Linked DNA regions of Mus musculus: all the other regions are linked to region 2. A link is a contact called in public promoter capture Hi-C data. All regions are on one chromosome and are shown on one strand. The core of a region is the stretch at or near the end of the contact, and the rest is flanking DNA. Distances in the headings are between cores, read along the strand shown. Region 1 holds the start of Cav2 (caveolin 2). Region 2 overlaps Mdfic (MyoD family inhibitor domain containing). Region 3 holds the start of Capza2 (capping protein (actin filament) muscle Z-line, alpha 2).

Region 1 (4,597 bases), core at 331-2,830, 1.5 Mb after region 2:
GAAAACTCAGCAGTTATTTGCAATAGGTCTTTCAATTGTCCTAAGGAGGACAATGGAAATGTGAAGGTATCTGGAAGACTTGGAAGGGATGAAGCCCCAGGGTTAGATGTCTGGCCACCACCCTGACTGCAGCCATGCTTTTTCTTCTTCTTGAGAAAGACCTTACAACTTTGAGGAAATGTAAGCTTTACAAAAAGATTAAATGGATCTAAACTGTCTCTTCCAAACCCTGGAAATCAACATGAAGGCCTCCCCTTCAAACTCCTGCCATCGGGCGTAGCATCTAGACCCTATCTGATTCTCAGAAAGTCCGAATGAATGCAGGATGGTGAAGTGCTGAGAAAACAGTGAGTGTAAGGCCTATACCACCCCTTCGAATTAAAAAGGATTTAAATAAAACCAGGAAGGAAAAGTATAATCAGGGGGAGGGGGAAGCTTGAGTAACGGGACTCGGTGAGGGGGCGAGAGAAGAAGCCTCCAGGACGTGGGATTCAACCCTGCGCCATTCTGCATTACTGACATGATGACCCACACACTGCAGTGGAAGAAGATACACTCCCTATTCAACTATGACATTTAGAGTTTTGCCTTCCAAATATGTTCTCCGATCAGTTCCCAGGTTGTTTAGTTGGTTGTTTTGTAACTTGTATTACTCCCCAAATAGCCTTTCCTTTTCCAAAGAAACCTTCAAATCCATTTCCTACAAGGGATTTGATTTGTGCAGCAGGCTCTAAAGCCGGCTGTCCAGAGCAATGCCCATTCTTTGGTACTATAGTTTGGGGTCTGGGCAAACTGAAAGCATCATTCCATATCTATACTCACCAAGTTCCTATTTCGCGCAGGCAAAGTTTTAGGTTACCAGATGGCAAACTCTTTATGCCAACTCCTCCCTACTGAAGCTCTTGAGAGAATGGTCAGCGGGCTTATCCATGTACCATGATGTAGTTATATGCTTGTTTATGCTGCTCCTACGATGGCATTACAGACCTGTCTGCACGGCATTAGTTCCTGCAGTCTTTGAACAAAATCCTGATTTAAGGGAAAATCCAAAGTTAGTTGTAGTTTGGAGGCAGAAGAGCAGACCTATCCTTGGGGTATGATGGCAACAAACTCCTATAACAACTTACATAACCAACTCTGGGGAAACAAAAACAAAACGAAAGGGCTGCTGCAGTCCATTATCTATCAACAAGGTACGCCTTAGCCTCACGATTCAGCTACAATGCTTGCTGTGAGTTGGGGACCAAGTAAAAGTTAGGAATTAACATCTCATTCTCTCAGGATAGCTCTGAGGAGCAGGTGCCACAACTCTAATCCAACCAGTAGATGCATGTAGACTTCCCTAATGCTTGCCCCCTAGCACCTCCAGACCTTCTTCCAGTACACACACCTCCCTGACCAATCTGTCTGCCTTTAAGCATCCCTGTTCGGACTGCAAGCCAAGTGGCCCGGGAGGTCTGCTTTGCCCGGCTTCACCAAGCCAGGAGATGACTCATCGAGCCGGTTCCCCGGGCTCCTTGGGGCTTTGGCAAACAACTGGAGAGGTGCCCTCCCTCCCCGCAGGCCCGGCGGGGCGGGGCGGGGTTCGGCCAGCCAAGGCTGGGAGCGGGAACCGGCAGCGGGAAGCGGCCGCCGCCCGGGCAGCCCGAGGCTAGGCAGGGCGAAGCCAGGCGGGGCGGGGCTGAGCGCCACGGGAAGGGGAGGCAGGGCTGCCTAGGGACCGAACGACCGAGCCACTCTTGCAACGCCAGCCACGATGGGGCTGGAGACCGAGAAGGCCGATGTGCAGCTCTTCATGGCCGATGACGCCTACAGCCACCACAGTGGCGTTGACTACGCAGATCCTGAGAAGTATGTTGACTCGAGTCACGACCGGGATCCTCACCAGCTCAACTCTCATCTCAAGGTGAGTTTCAGGCTGGGCTATCACTCATCTAGGCTGGAGGCTGCTAAGGGTCCCTTGTATGCTGCAGGAGGATGACTCTTGACCTTCTCCCCAACAGTGGGGGTTGGTCCCATTGCTAATGCTGGTTCCATTGGCACTCTGCCCTGGTCCCACAGCCTTCAGGCTCCCTGAACAGCCACACAGTGTCCAACTCCTGTGTGCCCAGTGTCACTCTAAGAAAAGCTGAAGATACTCTAGCCAGGTCGCCTTTCCTTCGGACTTCCCCTTCTTAGAGTGCTTCTGCCACCACACCCCCCACCCCCACCAACTTCGTTCCCTCCCCACCCCGACCCTATCCCCGACAGGTTGGATGACGTCATGAGTCCTTGCATCTTGTCTCTGCAGCTAGGCTTCGAGGATCTGATTGCAGAGCCTGAGACTACACACTCCTTTGACAAAGTGTGGATCTGCAGCCATGCTCTCTTTGAAATCAGCAAATATGTGATGTACAAGTTCCTGACCGTATTTCTGGCCATCCCCTTGGCCTTCATTGCGGGTATCCTGTTTGCTACCCTCAGCTGTCTGCACATCTGGTGAGAGGGGACACATGGGTTGATTCTGAAGCTTACAGAAGTTTTTGCCACCTGCTCTCTGCTCTTCCTATTTCCCAGGGCCCATTTGCAGAGAAAACGCTTACATTAGTTCCCAAGGGTAACAAGACCTGAGAAATCTTGAAGGGCAGTGTGCTTTCTTTAGAATAATAGTCCCGGCTGAGAGTTTAAACAGAAGGAAGCAAGGGCCTCTTTCCTGGGTGTGATTTTTCCTTCCATGCAGAAGGCTGAGCTGAGTGTGGAGGTGGGGGCTGGAAGGCCACTTCCTGTCATAGGCTGCTCTCTCCAGGGCCTGTTGTGACTCGTGCCTGTGGTTCTGGGCAGGTCCTTTCCTCCTTTCATTGACTTTTATTCAGTCACCATCTGTGCTTGGGCAAAACAAACGTTGATCTCAGAGAAAACAGCGCTTACATTCTGACCCTTGGAGAAGGGCAGACTTTAGTAAAACAGTGCTATGAACTGAGCCACTCAAGTCTTGCTATTGGTAAATGGCAGCCATGAACCCAGGGGAGACAGGAGTGTTTACAATGATTGGGTTGAACATCTACCACGAACAAATAAAATGTTAAGCTATGAAACAAGGGGATAGGCCATTACATTATTGTTTCACTTATGAAGCACACACACACACACAAATGCCATCTAGTTACAAGAAAAAGAAATATGGAAACCAATCGAATGTTGGGATGTCTGTAAAGTTATTCACGTTCAAGATGCATCATAAGCTTTTTTAAGCACTCAAACTTGTCTTAAGGGAACTAGCCCACTCCTCCAAGAAATGTTTTTTGTGTTAAAGGTTACCCACTTCATTCAAAGAATCATCCCCAATGTCACAATAGTTTTCACGCTGGTACCTCAAGGTGGTCCTGGTGACACGTGTGACCCTAGATACCACCGTTTAGTTTTTCACATCATGGGGCATTGCCACATCCCAGGGCAGTCTCAGTGTTCAAAGAGTTATCCAACTTACTCCTTCTTTCAGTCTCGAGGTACACTTTGCTGTGTTAGCTCACTAGTTCTGCACACCAAGCCTATTAGGTGCTCAGTGTTGCTGGGTGAGAACACAAGCCTTTCTTCAGCTTGCCCATCACCAGGGAGGGGGATTTAGAAACAAACCCAAATGGTGAGAAAGCATGGTGAGCAAGCAATGGAGGAGCTGGGAAACAAGGGTAACTTTGTGAGGGAAAGGAATCTGAAGACCAAAAGAAGTCTTTTGGAAGATAAATATAAATTCAGATGACGAAAGGATAAACAAAGAATACCAATTCAGTCGCTTGAGGCTCTAAGCAGTCATCTTGAAAGGGCCAAAAGATTGCCAGAGAAGTGGAACTCTTTGCTTTCGTGTGTATGCAGGCCCACACAAGCATGTGTATGGTTATCTCATATGGGACATTCGCACATAGGTGATTTTTTTTACATGCCTAAATCAACATATAAAACTGTACATTCCAGCCGGGCTGTGGTGGCACATGCCTTTAATCCCAGCACTTGAGAGGTAGAGGCAAGCGGATTTCTGAGTTTGAGGCCAGCCTGGTCTACAAAGTGAGCTCCAGGACAGCCAGAGCTATACAGAGAAACCCTGTCTCATAAACCAAAAAACAAAACAAACAAAAAACAAAAACAAAAACAGCAACAACAAAATACAAAAAAAAACCTGTACATTCCAAATTTACTAAAATTGCCAACCGAATGACTAAATCTGTTATTTTTACTTTCAAAAACAGGAAAAGATAAAGGACCCATAACATACTGCAGCATGCTAGCTTTGATGCTCTCTGTTTATTGAGAACACTAGGTCTTCTCACAGCTTTGGGGGAAGAATTGACAAAAGATACGTTCTCATTTGCTAAATAGTGGAAAGATATCAACAGTACGACAATGTGCTAAATGTTGACTCCACCTGTCTTCCCTGGGAGTGGGAGGAGCTTTGTGTCTGGCTTCCACTGGTGAATCATCATACCACTTCCCTTTTAGAGACACAATATGTATTATTTAACTTCAGCTCATTTCTCAAATTGTATTCATGTGAGACATTAATATTTAACTGTCACATGCTTGTCACCGGGTAGCTATGAATTGGTGTTTGAATGTTACATTTTAC
Region 2 (4,951 bases), core at 1,187-3,686:
GCATAAGTCAAAAGTGCAAAGAGCAACTGTTGAATCTGACTGCGTTTTCTTTATCTGCTCTTGAGAGGAGTTTCTGTGGGCTGGTGACTCACTGGCTGTCTCCACTGTCCAGGAAGCCTGCTGCTTTCTCTATTGGACATTTAGGGGGTACTTTATAACGGACCGATATCTGGCAATGTGAAGCGGCTGTTTGCACTTTTCTTCACTGAGAATAAAACAGCCCTGGAAAATGAAGGGAGTGGCTGCTTTGGAAATTACATTCTAGTTAGAGGGTGTATTCTCAGGCTTCCTAGATGAGACCCAAGCAGAGAACTATTTCCAAATTATTCCGTGAACTTTAACCCTGACCTCTGTGGACCACCTGCTTGTAGCTCACACCCCGAGTTGGCTCCTGTGCTGGGCGGATGTTTGAGTTTTTCTCATTTCTGTAGTCCTTCTAGAAGAAATATGGAAGGTGGCCCCCCAGGGGTTGTGATTTGAAGGCTTGTATTTCAAATCTGTTGCCCCTGAGTTGCTAACTTATTAGAGAAAAAAAAATCCTTTCTGGAAGTAATAAATAAAAGAAGAAATCCATATGGAATGAAACACTTTGAATAAATAGGCCACACAGAGTCTAGTGCAGGAATGTGCCTTGTGAATATCTTTCTTACAAAATTTAAATGCAAAAAAAAAAAAAAAAAAAGACAGCTCGAGCTACTTATGTTTGTTTTTTTTTTTTAAAGTCTTAAATTAGCAAAGAATTAAAGCACAATAGTGGTTTTCTGGGGAAATTTTAAAGTTGGAAAGCTTTCTTTCTATTTTATTATTTTTAAAAAGAGACACTTAAACGCTTAAGAACCATTCATATTCTGAGAAAATATCTTTGAGTATAATTTAATTTGGGGGGATTTATTTCAGATTCTAGAATTTATATAATTTTCTTGTTTTCCCCGAGAGCATGGACTGAGACCTCGGTTTTTCTCCTTAGAGGAGGACATATGGTGTGCTGCATAATTTGAACCTATACTTTTTAGTAGTGCTTTGTTTTAATAAGCACCAGTTTTCTGAGTTCATAAAATAGACATTGCAATGAAGTGACACCCTAGTTAATATTCATTTTTCTATTTAATCTGTAATACACGCAAATCCATAAAAAGTAATTGGCAACATAACATGTTTTAATTATAATTGAGAAGAAATGATCACGGGGTGGTTTCTAAGATAGGTGGGGATGTTTCTATGTCTACATGCAGAATCATACATACGTGTTCACATGCATGTTTGTGCATATGCACTTATGTGTGAATGTACGTTATGTACACATCTACCTCTATTGACAGGCAGATAGCATGTGTCAACAATGTTTTGGTTTAATTTAGGTCAAATTCTACTATCCTGGTTATCTCCTATGAAGCGCTTACATTTTTCTTTGTTCTTCTTCTTAAGTGCCTGAGGTCTCTATTGCAGAATTTTCTAGGTCTTTCCTGTTACTTAACTTTATCCATGGACACTGCTTTGTATGTAAATGCCTCTAATTCTAAATGCCACTACTTAACTCCAGAAATTTTTCTCAGCTTCTCTTCTAAAATAAATTTCCCATTAAATTAAAACTGTTTGGTTCAGCTAACTCTCTCCTTGGTGATTTTTATAGAATTCCCAGGATCTGAAGCAGAGTTAGAATGCTCTACTTAAACGGCAATCCCCATCCTGTTTAACCCATTTATTCATTGTGAAGAGTTTTAGCTCTCATAATAGTAAGCACTTAATTGGCAGGAGAATGCAAGCCGCTCTCTAATTCACACTTGCCCGCCCTTACCGAGCCACGGTTCCTTCCATTGCCACTCACCCTCCTACTTGAAGCCTTCCTCTTGGCATCCTCTGAGTCTCCTCTCCAGATCAACAGGCTCTGCTGTTAGCAACTCTATTATGCCTTTTCTGAGCCTCTGCCAGCTTAGAGCTGATCACCCTTAATGAACACCATTCCATCACTCCAGGGGATTCTGCCTGTGTGGAAAACACAGAAAGAAAGGCAGGTGCTCGGGCATACTGTCATATACTTAGAACATTTCTTATTTCGATGGGAGGGAGGGAGGGAGGGAGAGAGAGAGAGAGAGAGAGAGAGAGAGAGAGAGAGAGCGAGCATGAAGTGGTTTTGATTTAAGAGTTTTCCACAGCTCTCTTGTTTGAATGCACATTTCAACAACTATTATTTGCCTTTCTTTGGAGTTCGGTTTATATGAAATTAAAAATTGTGCCCCATTGATGTAGCACCTTGAGAGGACTGGTAGATGTAGCCTATTAAAAATCACGCTTCTTATTAATTTCAGGCATTGCCTGACACTTCATGCTCATTCATGTCTCGGAGAAGTACTAGGAGCAAGTTGTTCTGACTTCTGAGTTCCTCAGTGTCCTTTCCTGCCCTATGCAGCTGTCAGGAAACTCTTTGTCTTCACTCTGCTGACCAAGTGTTTACACCCACTCGCACAGTCGCTTTGCTTATTGTCCCAGAGCACACCATGTGATCATCAGTTAGTACAAATCAAGCGAACAGCTTGGTTTCCAGTGGGGTGTGTGTAGTGGTGAGCCATTTTTGGATGTTCTCCTACATTTACCTCCTCTGTTAATTGTAACCATCTAGACCCCTATTCTAGAGCAGAGGTGAAGTTTCCTGACACAATTCACTTTCATGATAGATTGTTCCATGCTTACCCTGGGTTCTTTCCCTTAATTGGAGTTAAATAGTGTTCATCTTTTGTGTTGAACATCTTAATAGTAGGTATGGGAAGGCCAGTGGAAATGAACTGCTAGGGAAAAGGTCCTGACTGAGTGGTTACTTACCACTGGTGTTGAGTAAGTTATCTAACATCAGTCAACTCCTCTTAGTCCCCAAATGGAGCCTAATACCAGGAGGCTCATTGTGTCATTTTGAGGATTCTATCAGGAACTTTGTGTTCCATTGAAGGAACGGATGGTATGTTAGTTCATCAGTGTGCATTAGTATTATCCTTGAGCTGAGCTATGAATTTTAAGATATTTTTCTTTTCATTATGGTGCATTGAGCCAGATGCTTGGAAGCACTACGATATATAGACTATGTTTTCTAAGACCTCCTGATATCATGGCCACGGGTTTGCTGCATTCAGCTGATTAAGAGCTTTAATGTGTTATAAAGTAGCAAGATGTTTATAAACCATTATACAGAACGTAAAAACATATTGTGTTGCACTTATGGGAATAGGTGATTGCATGCGTGCCTCTTCATCATTCTCCAAACCACATTTTTCTTTTCTTTTTCTAGTTCTCACCCTGTGGGGCAAGACCTCCTCAGAGGTCGAACAACCCTTTCGCAGGGGTCTCCTGTCAGATATCCTGCATATCACACATTTGAGTTACGAATCACAGTAGTATCAAACTACAGTTATGAAGTAGCAATGGAATAATTTTATGGATGGGGGTTGGTCCAGCATGAGGAACTGTACTAAAGGGTTGCAGCGTTAGGAAGGTTGAGAAGCACTGCTTTAGATCAATTCCAGGTTAAGAACTCACGGGTGTTTCTGTGAAGACTGTGTGGCTGTAGGTTAAAGTTTCCTGAGTTACGCACGAGACAACAAATGTTGTCATTATTGCGCTTATGCCTCTGTTTTTGTTCTAATTTATTTGTATATGTTCTTCATCATAAGCTAGGTCACTTGCCTTTTAATCTACATCATATATTTGTCTGCCACAGATTTTCAAGTTCTTCCTGGTCATCCTAAAGTCTTTGGTCCTTCCTTGCCAGCTATGTCGTTGAGCTGGAGGGCAGGTAGGGGATAGGGCTTAGCACTGACCTGAGATTTAGCTTCTCGTTTGTACATTTTTTAGGCCTCTAAGAAGAACCGAGGCCTGGGAATTATCATAGAGATCATCTCAAAAAATGTTAACCTCTGAAGAAATGAATAGCATTTAATTATCAAGACCACAAGTGCTGTGGTGTAGATAATTTCAGTTCTCCAACCTCAAACTTCCTGCATCTGAAAATTCTGAGAACTTGTACAGATATTAATCATTTGTTTGTAGATTGGTTTAATATGAAACTTTTGGGATTAGGACTTGAACTAAAACTTTGAAAGGACACATTATGATGGTTTTGTTTACTACTGAGTTACGGTGGGGATCGAGTCATGATCTATGCAGGTGTAGCTTTTGCATGTGAAATTTATGATCTTGTGAGAGAGACAGTTTTTCCTGAGATGATTGCTTGTGTTAGCAATACCTTAGGGAAAAGTGCAGGGCTACTGTAGGTTTACATGGGAGAAATCCAAGTCCTGACATGGGAAGGGCATCAGACAGAGCTTTGCAGAGGGAAGCCATGAGGAAGCCATGCCTGTGATTCTACCAAAATGGTTTAGATAACTAAAACAGGATGTGTGTGTGTGTGTGTGTGTGTGTGTGTGTGTGTGTGTGTGTGTGTGTTGGTACAAGTCAAAAGCACAGCACATTTTTGGATCTAGAAATAAAAGAGGGAAGAGTTGAATGGAGTCCCAGTTTTGCATATACTGGGACATAAAGTGTGGGATTTAGAGGAAGAGAGCGATGGCAGGGAAAGACTTCCTTAGGTGAAGACTGATGGTGTTGGAGTTTTGACCTCATAAGGTTTATGCTGTTTTAATCTGAACTTATTTTTGGAAGATTGTTTTTGTAATGCTTTGGGGAGTAAATAGAAATGAAAAGGACTGAATTCCATAAATCATGATAAGACTGTTGAGTTAACTGAGATAAGAAAGGAAGGTGTTTTGTCTAGATTAGGTACAGAGGATTGCAGGAAGGAAGAAACAGGAAGTGGGTTTCGCTCTAGAGTCTCCCTCTCAGATCTTTCAATAGGGTCTCACTCTAGGCAAGACTGGCCAGGCTAGCTTCAAAATCATGGCAACCCTCCTGCCTCAGCCTCTGGAGCTCAGATGTGAACCATTTGGTGTTATTCACAAGGTTCATT
Region 3 (5,108 bases), core at 18-2,517, 1.9 Mb after region 2:
CCTGCTCTCTGCAAACGAACACTTTAGTAAGTCACTTAATGATAGTGTTCTTGGACCCAGATAGCTATTTGAGCTCTTTAGGGTCCTCTTACCTGTCATTTACACACAGCTGTCAGATTGACACCGCTGAGCATGTTCGGTTCATGTCGTGACACTGTCCAAATGCCCTCAAGAGCTTCTCACTTTCTAATTATTGAAGTCTTAACTACTAACTAAACTCTTAGTCCTTGGTAAAAACAAAGTGTGGTTTTCAGACGAGTAGCACTCCTCCTTCCTGGGAGCTTGTAAGAAATATAGATTCTCTGGTTTGCTCAGGCCTGCTGAACTAGCAACTCAATTTTATCAACATTTCCAGCTGCTTCCTGTGTCAGCTTTGACTTCAACCTTCCACCCCCCCCCCTTTTCTTTAACTTGAAGCTTCAGTAGTAGAGTTGCCAGATTTAGCAAATAAAAGTAGGAGACATCCAGTAAAATTTGAAAATAATAAATAATGGTTTTAGAATGCTTTAAATCCTTCATGGGACATTTACCTTAAAAATTGGTTGTATGAAATTGAAATTTCTACTGGATGACCTGTAAGTAGTTTGGACAGCCAGTTCATGAGGGTACAGATCCAAGGCTAACTTAACTTTTTTTTCTTTTTTTTTTACTTTCCAGGAGTACAATGCCTTCCCTAACTCAATGTCTAATTAATAGAGGTGAGCTTAAGAGCATTTTCTTTGGGATTTTTGTTTGTTTGGGTTTTTAAATCTACATTTCTTATTCCTAAGAACTAGCAAAATAGTCTTCCTATCATAAAAGACCAATAAATGTTTTTCGGATGAATAAATGAATATATCAAAAGTAATCTTTCAATTATGGACTGGATTGTGTGTGCCTATTTCAATTAAAACAGTATTTTTCCTAATACTTAAAAATGTTTTAAATTGGTACAGCTTTTCACATTTTAGCTGGCAGCGTTCAGGACTTGGTGGGAACAAAGTCATGGGCTCAGAATGTACTCATCGCCAACCGGGTCCATATGGTCATCGTTGACTAGAGAAGGCACCAGACAGAGCAGGATGACAGAAGATAACCATAGCAATCCCACTTTGGAGGCGCTGCGCACGCGCACAGCGGCGCTCAGGCCGGCGCTCAGGGGGAGGGAGGCGGAGCTCCGGGGGCGCGTGCGCGGCGGCCTAGGCTGAGGAGGCGGAGCTCCCAGGCGTGTGCGCAGTGGCTCGGCTCCCGGGAGGCGGAGCTCCGGGGCGCGTGCGCGGCGGCCTGGGCGGCGGGGCCCCTCCCTTGGCGGGGGCGCGCGGCGCGGAAGACCGCTCGGAAAGGGGGAAGTCAGGTGGCCGCTGCTGCCACCAGCGCCACGGTCTGTCGCCAGAAGGAAGATGGCGGATCTGGAGGAGCAGTTGTCCGATGAGGAGAAGGTAGGTGCCGCGGCGGTGAGGAGCCGGGCGGGCGGGAGGGCGGGAGAGGTGAGTGCCGAGGCGCGAGGGCCGGAGTCTGACCCCGGGCGGGCTCCGGTGGTGGGCCGCACGCCTGCGCTTCCCGAGCGGGGTGCTGCCCGGGCTCCCCGAGGCCGGGCCCCTCCGCTCCTTGTAGGGTGTGTGCTCCGAAAATAGGAAGCGGAGCCCGGCGGCCGCGGGCGGGAGCGGGGGCGGCGGGACCCGGCCCTGGGGGTCCGGGCTCGGGAGCGGCCGACGGCGGAGCGGCGCCGCCTGGCCTGGGGCTTTCGCCGTGAGGCGGGCGGGCGGGGAAGACGGCATAGCCGACCCTCACTTTTTCCTGCAGTTTCTCCTCCCCAACGCGAAGTGCTTCCTGGTTCCCCAGGGTGTTTCCTTCCCTCCGGAGGTCGCCGTCTCCACATCCCGCCCCTTCCCCCCCACCCCCCGCCATCTATTTCTTTTATTAATATTGTCATTACCTTTTTTTTTTTTTTAATTGCTGCTCCCATGTTCCCCGGAAGGCAGTATTGTTCACAAAGACACCCCTCCCTCCCATAGTTATTTTCTGCCCAACTTGGCTGCTTCCCCCTCTTGGGGCAGATTTGGTGACATCCCATCTTCCTGATAGGACCAACTCTGAAGAGGGCGAGCGGGTGCAACTCCTTTTACTGTGTGTTAAATGCTGTGACAGCATTAGGACCAAATGCACGACTCAAGTTCTCACATTTGTGATACGAAATCTGATCATTGAACTAAGGCTCTTGCCCATTTTCTTTGGCGACTGAGGAGACCGCGTACCAAGGGGCAAGTAGTGTGAGGGGGAACGCCATACGTTTTGAGTATTTTCTGGAAAAGACCGGGACGTTTTTTTCAAACTTAGACTTAACTGACATATGAGTGTGCTGCCCTTTGGAAATGTCTGATCTTAGCTTGTTTTTAAGTTCCAAATGAAGTACACCCATGTGGGAAACAGAACTCAGTTCTAGTAGGGTGTTAGAGAAACACTAAGGATATTTTCAGTTGGGACCCTCTCCTTTTATACTGCACCAGAATTAGTGTTCTCTTTCTCTTTGGTTGTTCAGAACTCAGCCTCTTTTATGGTTTTGGAAGTGTTCTGGCTTTCTCGTTTGTGCCCTTGGATGAAATGGTGATAACTTAACAAAATGGGGACAAGCATACCTTACTTTAATTCACAGAATTAGACCCTAAGTCGCTAAAAGTTGCTGTACAGTGTTTACATTTGTAGCATTGAATAGTTTAAAGCTATTTATTGAAAATATACCAGCGCATTACAAGAAAAATAGCGTTTCAGATTCAAAGTTCTTGAAGCGATTTTTTTCATGTTTTGTGTACTTTCATATAATTATTAGGAGGAGCTCAATTGGCTTGGAAGATAGTGAGAAGAGAATTGTTAGGGTGGGAATTAATGTAGATTTGCCATGTTGTTGGAAAGGCCCGGAAATTTCAAAATAAAATGAGAAGATTCCTTGACACCCAGTGTGCTGAGTTTTACAGAGTAGTGTATGAGTTCACCTGCTGGCATAACGTTGGAAACAAATTAATGAGAATTTTAAGCTTAGATTTAGCATCTTTTTGTGACATAGGTAGGAATATTCTGTAGTAACTTCACATACAGATTTTTATAACAGTATTTTCTAATTTAAGAGATCAGTGGTTAAACTTTCTAGTGAAATTTAAATAACCAGTAAATGGAAAACAATATTTTGTCACTTTTATTTCCCAGTAGACTTGTACTGTTTTAGGAAGGTGTTCCATATAGATCAGAAATGGATTTAATTGTGATATTTTAGGACCAGTTCTTAAATCATGCTTCTCTATTTTATTTCCTTGCTTGTGATTTTTCAGGAGTAAGTTTTAAATACTTTTTACATTTCAGTTTTGCAGGTCTAAAGAAGGGGAGGTACTACAATGTATAATAGTGTAGTTTATATGTATTTATCATGTAAGAAAAATGTTCTATTTTCTTTTTTAACTTAAGTTTGAGGTAGATAGTTTTATTATCCTTTACCTGTAAGTAAATTAAGGTTTTAAAGGCCTTATATAGGAGGGAAATGGCAGAGGTGAAATTTAAACCTAAGTTTATCAGAATTCAAGGTTTGCTTGTATACTTAATGCCATTATGTTCCCTTGAAGTTGATTATAGGACTATCCTGGGGTTATATATTGGTTTTCAATTTGCTTATTTTTAAAAAGAAAGCAATGGTTCTTTATAGTATCAGGTTCTAAGTTTGTTTTTTATACTTAGTGAAAAGGCTAACTGGTAACCTTGTGTTTTCACCATTTTTAACTAGTTTATTTTTATGTAATGTGAACATTGTGTGCTACTGCTATATAGTTTCTTACTGCCCCTGTGGAATGAGGCATTTTAGAAATTAATCATAGCTGGGTGTGGCAGAGCAGATTTGTAATCTAAGTACTGAGGAAACTGGGACTGGAGGATCTCTAGTTCTGAGGCCACCTTACAGAAAGTAACAACAAAAAGAGATTAGCTGGGTGTTGGTGCATACCTGTAATCCCCAGTACCCTGGAGGCTGGTCAGGAGGAACGTGTTTCAGCTTAGCTTGGTCTTCTGAGTTCTTTTGAGACAGGGAGACCCTGTCTCAAAAACAAACAAAAGGGGGAAAGTATCTAGGACACTAGACTGAATGTACTGTGATTTTTATGGCTTAGTTTCTTTTGGCCACAGTGTTAATAAGGAAGTAAAGTTAGCTGAAGAAACAATGAATGAAGTCCCTTAAAGGCATTAACTTGCCCTATGACCCTGTAAATTTTACATATAGAAACTCCAAGCCAAAAAGAGTTTTATGTTTTTCTTTCTAAGGTCATTTGAATTCTATAGTAAAGCATTTTAGTGAATTTGAAACTGTATAAACTTGTCGTGTAGAGTTCAAAGAGAACGGTTCTGAAACGCTCCTGAAGGAGGACCGTAATTGTTGATAGTCAGTTTTCCTCCTTGGACCTCCCGTCTCCCCCAGTGAACACACTTCTGTGCTCTTGGGAGCCTGGAACTGCTTGTGGGTGTGAGGATGACCTTGGACTTTTGATCTTCCAATTTCTACCTTAGTGCTGGGGCTTCAAGCATACACTCTGTCTTGCTGAGTTTAACGTTAGGGGTGAAGCCTGGACTTTGTGTGCTTGTCGAATCTTCCAAGTAAGGTCCATCTCCTGCCCTCTCCGTCGCTATCCATCTCTTTTGTCATTGTTGTAGTCACTTAGTCCTTTATTTCAAGAGCTTGTTTTGTTAATTGTTTTTCTGCTTGACCTGTACCTTAGATCAAAATATTGTCACTTTTATGATCATGATCAAAAATGTCTTACACAAATAATTTATTTCCTATTTGTAAAAAATAATTAAGTTAGTGTTTAGTTCATAGTCTCTAGGTTGACAGGATGATCAGTTTGTAACAAAATTTCACTATTCAAACAGGACAGTTAGGTCAGTAACAGCGTTTAAGAAAGAAATAAAACTTAAAGTTAAGAGACCTAGACATTATATCAGAGCTGTTTTTTTCCTTTCTGCTGCATTTGTTATAGGCAAGTTTTTTTGTGTAGTTGCTAGATTGATCCCTCTAGCTGCTTATATTCCAACTCTGCTTTTCTGTATTCTCAAAAAATACTAGTGCTGAATGCTCAGTGTGCCGATACACCTCT

Evidence for each region. Promoter capture Hi-C pulls out the DNA fragments that hold promoters and counts their contacts.
Region 1: a contact with region 2 is called in a promoter capture Hi-C map of pre-B cells, with 5 times the contacts expected there. The contact joins the promoter of Cav2 here to the enhancer-like site in region 2. A contact is called at or near these places in 3 of 39 promoter capture datasets (liver and pre-B cells).
Region 3: a promoter capture Hi-C map of pre-B cells shows a contact between it and region 2, with 7 times the contacts expected there. The contact joins the promoter of Capza2 here to the enhancer-like site in region 2. A contact is called at or near these places in 5 of 39 promoter capture datasets (the C10 cell line, liver and pre-B cells), 2 of 484 Hi-C or Micro-C datasets (B cells and pre-B cells), 3 of 115 datasets of contacts at active chromatin or transcription factors (astrocytes, large pre-B cells and pro-B cells) and 2 of 9 other capture datasets (adipose tissue and liver).

The regions. Positions count from the first base shown.
Region 1 is chr6:17,279,605-17,284,201 of GRCm38.p6, forward strand. It overlaps Cav2 (caveolin 2), which reads left to right and starts at 1,581. Exons shown (of 3, transcript NM_016900.4): 1 at 1,581-1,906; 2 at 2,291-2,478. The coding sequence starts at 1,757.
Region 2 is chr6:15,743,640-15,748,590 of GRCm38.p6, forward strand. The region is part of intron 3 of Mdfic (MyoD family inhibitor domain containing); the gene reads left to right. Among named protein-coding and RNA genes, the nearest start is that of Mdfic, 25 kb to the left of the region's middle. Within about 2 kb of position 2,437, at least 50 of the 459 cell types and tissues checked have an H3K27ac peak or open chromatin away from gene starts, as enhancers often do. A contact at or near this core is called in B cells, adipose tissue, astrocytes and 2 more, where this site is marked.
Region 3 is chr6:17,635,743-17,640,850 of GRCm38.p6, forward strand. Capza2 (capping protein (actin filament) muscle Z-line, alpha 2) reads left to right here and starts at 1,268. Exons shown (of 10, transcript NM_007604.3): 1 at 1,268-1,418. The coding sequence starts at 1,380.